Regions from separate parts of the Mus musculus genome. Here region 1 is linked to region 2. The links are chromatin contacts, called in public Hi-C maps. All regions are on one chromosome and are shown on one strand. The core of a region is the stretch at or near the end of the contact, and the rest is flanking DNA. Distances in the headings are between cores, read along the strand shown.

The links. Hi-C and Micro-C count contacts between places; a contact is called where the count stands out from the background.
Region 1: a Hi-C map of bone marrow-derived macrophages shows a contact between it and region 2, with 50 read pairs. The contact joins two enhancer-like sites. A contact is called at or near these places in 17 of 484 Hi-C or Micro-C datasets (the AML12 cell line, CD4 T cells, the HL-1 cell line and 9 more) and 3 of 115 datasets of contacts at active chromatin or transcription factors (the HPC-7 cell line, embryonic stem cells and microglia).

Annotation. Positions count from the first base shown.
Region 1 is chr1:151,701,640-151,704,339 of GRCm38.p6, reverse strand. Niban1 (niban apoptosis regulator 1) reads right to left here. Exons shown (of 14, transcript NM_022018.3): 10 at 477-638. Among named protein-coding and RNA genes, the nearest start is that of Gm41969, 34 kb to the left of the region's middle. Within about 2 kb of position 1,284, at least 16 of the 459 cell types and tissues checked have an H3K27ac peak or open chromatin away from gene starts, as enhancers often do. A contact at or near this core is called in bone marrow-derived macrophages and microglia, where this site is marked.
Region 2 is chr1:151,593,621-151,596,467 of GRCm38.p6, reverse strand. The region is part of intron 1 of Niban1 (niban apoptosis regulator 1); the gene reads right to left. Among named protein-coding and RNA genes, the nearest start is that of Niban1, 24 kb to the right of the region's middle. Within about 2 kb of position 1,372, at least 26 of the 459 cell types and tissues checked have an H3K27ac peak or open chromatin away from gene starts, as enhancers often do. A contact at or near this core is called in bone marrow-derived macrophages and microglia, where this site is marked.

The DNA.
Region 1 (2,700 bases), core at 35-2,534, 110 kb before region 2:
ACAAGGTGGAGAATTCAACCATTGTCTCTAGATCCTGGTTGCAGATTAGAAACACCGGAATAGGGCTAGAGTATGCTGAGAATTTCAGATATCACACACACACACACACACACACACACACACACACACACACACACACTCACTCACCTGGAGTGGGGTAGCACATTAGTAGTTTTTAAATTTTCCCCATGTGTTTCTCATCTGTAGCCAAAGTTTGCAGCCCTGACTCAACCATCAGATAATTACTAGTTAATGCTACCTTATCTTCCCAGACTCTTATTTTCTAAGGCGAGATAAAGCCAGCTTGAAGAACAGTGTGTGTCCTCTGTCAACCTGACTCCCGCCTCACTTTCCTGAGCTGAAGAGCACCATGGACACACCCACCAGCATGCATTTATCCTTCTCGCCCTCTCTCTTCCCTCCTTTCTTGCCTCAGCCTCTTCCTCAGCCTCACCCTCCCTGGACTCTGCTCCCACCTCTTGCATGTAGTTCTGAGTCCTCTGGACCACCAGGTCAACGTGAGGGAACCTGAAGCGGCTCTGGAGGTCCAGCAGGCGCTCTGGAAGCAGGGTGACTTTAGTATAGCAAGGCTCCATCTTCACAGAATCCAGAGGAAGCTTCATTAGCTGCTGTAGGCCCTGCATTTTGGTAGAGAAGAAAAGCAAACTGCCTTAGACTTAGGGATCTTTTCTCCATATGACATACTAGTGTTGTGAAACAATCAAGTGTACGCTATGAGTATTAATTACTGCTTGGACCACTTTATCCGAGGCATCTTCAATGTCTTCTTTCTGTGGTTCTCTGGGGCAGCTCAAGCCGGGGCTCCCAGCTCCTTAAGTCCTCAGTAGCCTGTAAGTCCCTGCTTCCTGAGGTCAAGGACCAGCTAGACAGGCTGTGAGAACTGCTGCTCAGTCCGTGAGCCTGCAAAAGGTTCTCCAAGGGGTAGAAACTTGTTTCATATTCTAAGCTTAGTTGCAAATGGTTTCGCACACTGTAAGCTTAGACAGGAGAATGGGTAAAGACAGGAAAAAAATTGCTGATAATGAAAGCTCTCAAGAGAAGCTGTGCACAAGGCAGGTAGGTGTGAGTGACACAGGACATATCTGTATCTGACATGAATCTGTCTGACATGTATCTGGCATGAATTTTCCAAGGGCCCATCCCATTGTGCTTGAAAAGGGGAAAGTATTCACTTTAAGAAGTAAGCAATGGAGAGGTCTGCTGAAGAGGAACTAAAGACTAAACAGGGAGAAAGGAAACATTGTTGCAGTTGCTTTCATCCTACAATTGTACATAGTATCACTTCCTTTTTCAAAGGTTTCTTTTTAATACTGAGTATCTCTGTGTGTTAAGAGTACAGCATGTGAATGTAGTACACATGAGGGCCAGAAGAGGGCGTTGGATCCCCTGAGGGGGAGGGGGTTGTTACAGTTGGTCCTGAGGCCCCTGACCTGGAGCTGGGAATCAAATTTGTGTCCTCTGGAAGAGCAGCAGGTAGACTTAACTGCTGAGCCAGGAATGTATTACTTAGAAATAATTCATTGAATAGGCAAGAGAGGAAAGCTTGCTTCACCTTCATCAGATTGTTGAGGTTTAAATAAGTGACAGCCACCATCACAGAGGGTAACATGGGGAGAAGGCTCCCTGCCACAAACAAATCAGTATAATGCAAAATTTAAAATTCCTTTAAACTTTAACTGAAACATATGTTAACATAGAAATATATCTTTTAACCTAGGACTCTATCCCACTGAAATAAAAGCATCAAGATGTAAGGACTGTGCGTGTATACACATACACATGTATCAATAATACAGTAAAATGTAGGTACGAGGTTATTTATTATGACTCTGCTCATGCTGTCAGCAATGTTAGGATGGCTGAATAAATCACAGCATTTCTAAACATGAAATATTATGCTGTCATTACACAAAGTGATTTAGAACTAGGACAGTTACCTTGGAGACAGTTTCATGAAATCATTGTGAGGAAGAAATCTGATAAACATCATGGTATATAAAATAACTATATTTTTCTAAAAGCAAGCAATGGAAGACAACAGCTGTGAAATGTGTGTGTTTTATATATCTCCTAAGAGAGGGAAAGCGCAGCATAGCACAAGCCAAATTGGTGATAATGGTTATTTGCGGAGAAGAGAGTGTTGCCAGAAAACAAAGAGGAAGAAAGGCAAGGTAAAAGACACATGTGTATACATACATACATACATACATACACACATACACAAGTGTCTGCATATGCATACACATAAATATACATGCCCTAAACCCCACACATACATACACATACATGCCCCAACCCCACACATACACAAACCACACATGCACACACCCCCATATAAACATGTGCACACACACATGAACACAGAGATGTAATAAGAAGCATCAAAACATTTATTAAATGATCTTGGTTTTGTACAATCATACATGTGAATATGCACATTAAGAAATGAGAGCCCAGCACCGGAGGGAAACTATGGCTTACCGCAATCTATCACATGTTTTATAATGAGCCCAAAGAGCTCATAACACACAGAAATGAAAAATGTTTAAGGGAATAGAATCGGTAATTCCTGGTGCGATCATTCTGCACCATCTGCATGTATAAACTGCTGAAACAGGCGTGTAGAAGCTGCTTTTGCTGAAATGGCATTGACCCCTCAGGTAGGTCCACGGGTACCTA
Region 2 (2,847 bases), core at 123-2,622:
GGTGCTAATACGTGGTTTGAAATTTCAGGATTTAAAGAAATAGATCATTCTTTCTAAGCTAACAGTTGCTATCAAATTTATTAGAGAAATAACAGAGACATGTAGCTTACAAACAGCATGGGGACCAGAGTGCCTGCTACTGGGAGGGGAGGAGCAGACTCTCTACTCTCGGGTCTTCTTTTAAAGGAATCTGGGAGAAGGAACAGAAGAAGAAATTGCCTAAAAGGAATAGAGAGTGGAAAGGGTGGATACATTGTCTCGCCCTGTCTGCTGGATTCTTTGACTAAACAATCAAAACCCCTGAGATCTCCGTTAAAGTGTGGCAACCTTTGGAGCCCTGCTTGTTTAGGAGGGTTAGGTAGACAAAGCACATAGTGACAGAGGGCAAAGCTCGTTGCAGGATACAGAGGTCTGCCTTTGGACACCATAGGAAAAGCACCAACGTCTTCCACTACGAACAGGCAAACTCCCGTGAAATTTGTAAGAGAGACTACTAGGAAGTTATGATTTACTAACTCTAGAGTTTGGATTTATGGATTGCTATGATTTGAATGTGTCCCCAAAGGCTCATAGGTTAAGAATTTGGTCCCCACTGTGGCAGTGTCAGAGGCAGTGGAACCTTTAGAAGGAGGAGTCTAACACGAGGTAATTAGGTGACTAGGGTTACCAGCCTCAGAAAGGATTAATGGGGCATTTAAGGGATTGCAATGAGTTCCAGTAGAGAGGGTTCTTATAAAAGAAGAACCCTGCCCGGCCTCCCAGGCTCTCTGGCTTCCTATTCGGCTAAATAGGTTGCTCGGTCTGCATGTGCTCCGGCTACTGTGGTGCCATCCAGCTTGAGGCCCTTACCAAAGGCCAAACAGATGTGGCTCCCTAAATTTGGACTTTCCAACACTGTGAGCTCCATAAATCTCTTTTCTTTATACACTGTGTGGCCTCGAGTATTTTGTTATAGCAACAGAAAACGGGCAAAGACAAGCCTGACGAAAAGGTGGGTGTAGACACTATAAATCCTTTTACAATGTTATGAATTCATTGAATACCACTGAATTGTACACATACAGATCATTAATATAAAAAATACTGAGCCGTGTTATGTTTTACCACAGTAATAAAACAAAAAGGCCTGCTTTTTACCAGAAACCATGTAGACTTAAATTTGAATTACAGATTGTGGCCATTTGGGCTATCTTCTTACTTATTAGGTACTGATTAGGGGCTAATGACGAGAGCAGCCGAGCCTGGGCAAAACAGGGTTTCAGAAGACTTGGCACAGGAACCAAGTCTGAGACAAGTGACAAGAGTGGGAACTAAGAAGAATTCAGCCCTGGCAGAACTCACTGACAAAATAACTTCCTAAATATGGATTGACTGGCTTCAGGAGATGTGTGTTCCTACTACTGGGGACATGGGAAACTGCTCGTGCCTTTGCTAAGAGCATTCACGAATGGAGCAACTTTTAGTGACCTTTAAGTTCCCTCCCAAAAGGGCAAGCAGGTGATGCTTACTCCTCTACCATGATCTCTTAGGACCATAGGCCATTTTCACAAATGTCCTGGGGAGATGGCTCAGTCAGCAAAGTGCTTGCTCTGCAAACAGAAGGAGCTGAAGTGGATTCCCCAGATCCCATGTAAAATAGACAAAAAACAACAACAAACCAACAAAGCATAGGGCACAATCCCATAACCCCAGCCTGGGGGGCGGGGGGTAGGTCCCTGGGGCTCATTGGTCATCAAGCACCTACCCCAGCTGCAGACCAGTGAGAAACCTTGCCAAACACAGAAAAATGGTGGACAGAATCTGAGGAACTCTGTTTAAGGTAGTCCTCTGGCCTCCCACAGTACATGACCAGGCCTGTAACTCTGGCACTCAGAGTTTGAGTCAGGGAAAACAGCCGGGAGTCCAAGATCAGCCTGGGCTACACAGTGAGCTCTGGGCCAGCTTGAACCAAGAGTGAGACTCTGTCTCTCAAAACTAAAATAAAACTGTTTACAATATTGAAAATGTTCTGAATGTCCAACAAGAGAACAATGGTTAACCAAATTATAGGGTATATGCACACTAGCTTTCTCCTTGGCCAGTAATGCTTAGGCATTCTGAGGCTGAAGAGATAGATGCTTCAGCAGTTAAAAGCTATCACTGCTCTTGAAGAGAGCCAGAGTTCAGGTCCCAACACTGGGTGAAGTCACTCACAACTGCCTGCAGCTCTGGCTCCTTGGGGATCTAACTTCTACAGCACTGTACACTCAAAGGCAGAAACCCACACTCAGACACACATGCATATGCATAACTTAAAATAACAGCCATGGCTATAGAAAGACCCCACCTTAATATATATGTGTGTGTGTGTGTGTGTGTGTGTGTGTGTGTGTGTATAACAAAGCCTGGCAGTGGGGGCGCAGCCCTTTTAATCTCAGCGCTCAGGAGGCAGAGGCAGGCAGATCGCTGAGCTGGAGGCCAGCCTGATCTACAGAGAGTTCCAGGACAACCAGGGCTACACAGAGAAACCTGGTATCAGACAAGCATTAGAAGAGGAGTCATCAGTAAGGAACTCATATGTCATATAGCTATGGTGTATATAGATATGAATATAAACTATGATCTAAAATTTTATTTTATACTGTGGGAATAAGGAAATGCATATGAAACAGAAGAAGAGAGGGAAGGAAAAGAAATTACTTAACAATATTATCAAATGGTGGCTGGTAATCACTCTTGGGTAATTCACTTTTTCCTTTTGTATTTTCCTTTCTGCTCCATGGGGTGATTTATATTGAGAATTATTTTAAAAGATTTTAAATAAAAGTGATGGCTTTTAGTCCTTTTCCTAATTTTGTTCTAAAGTTT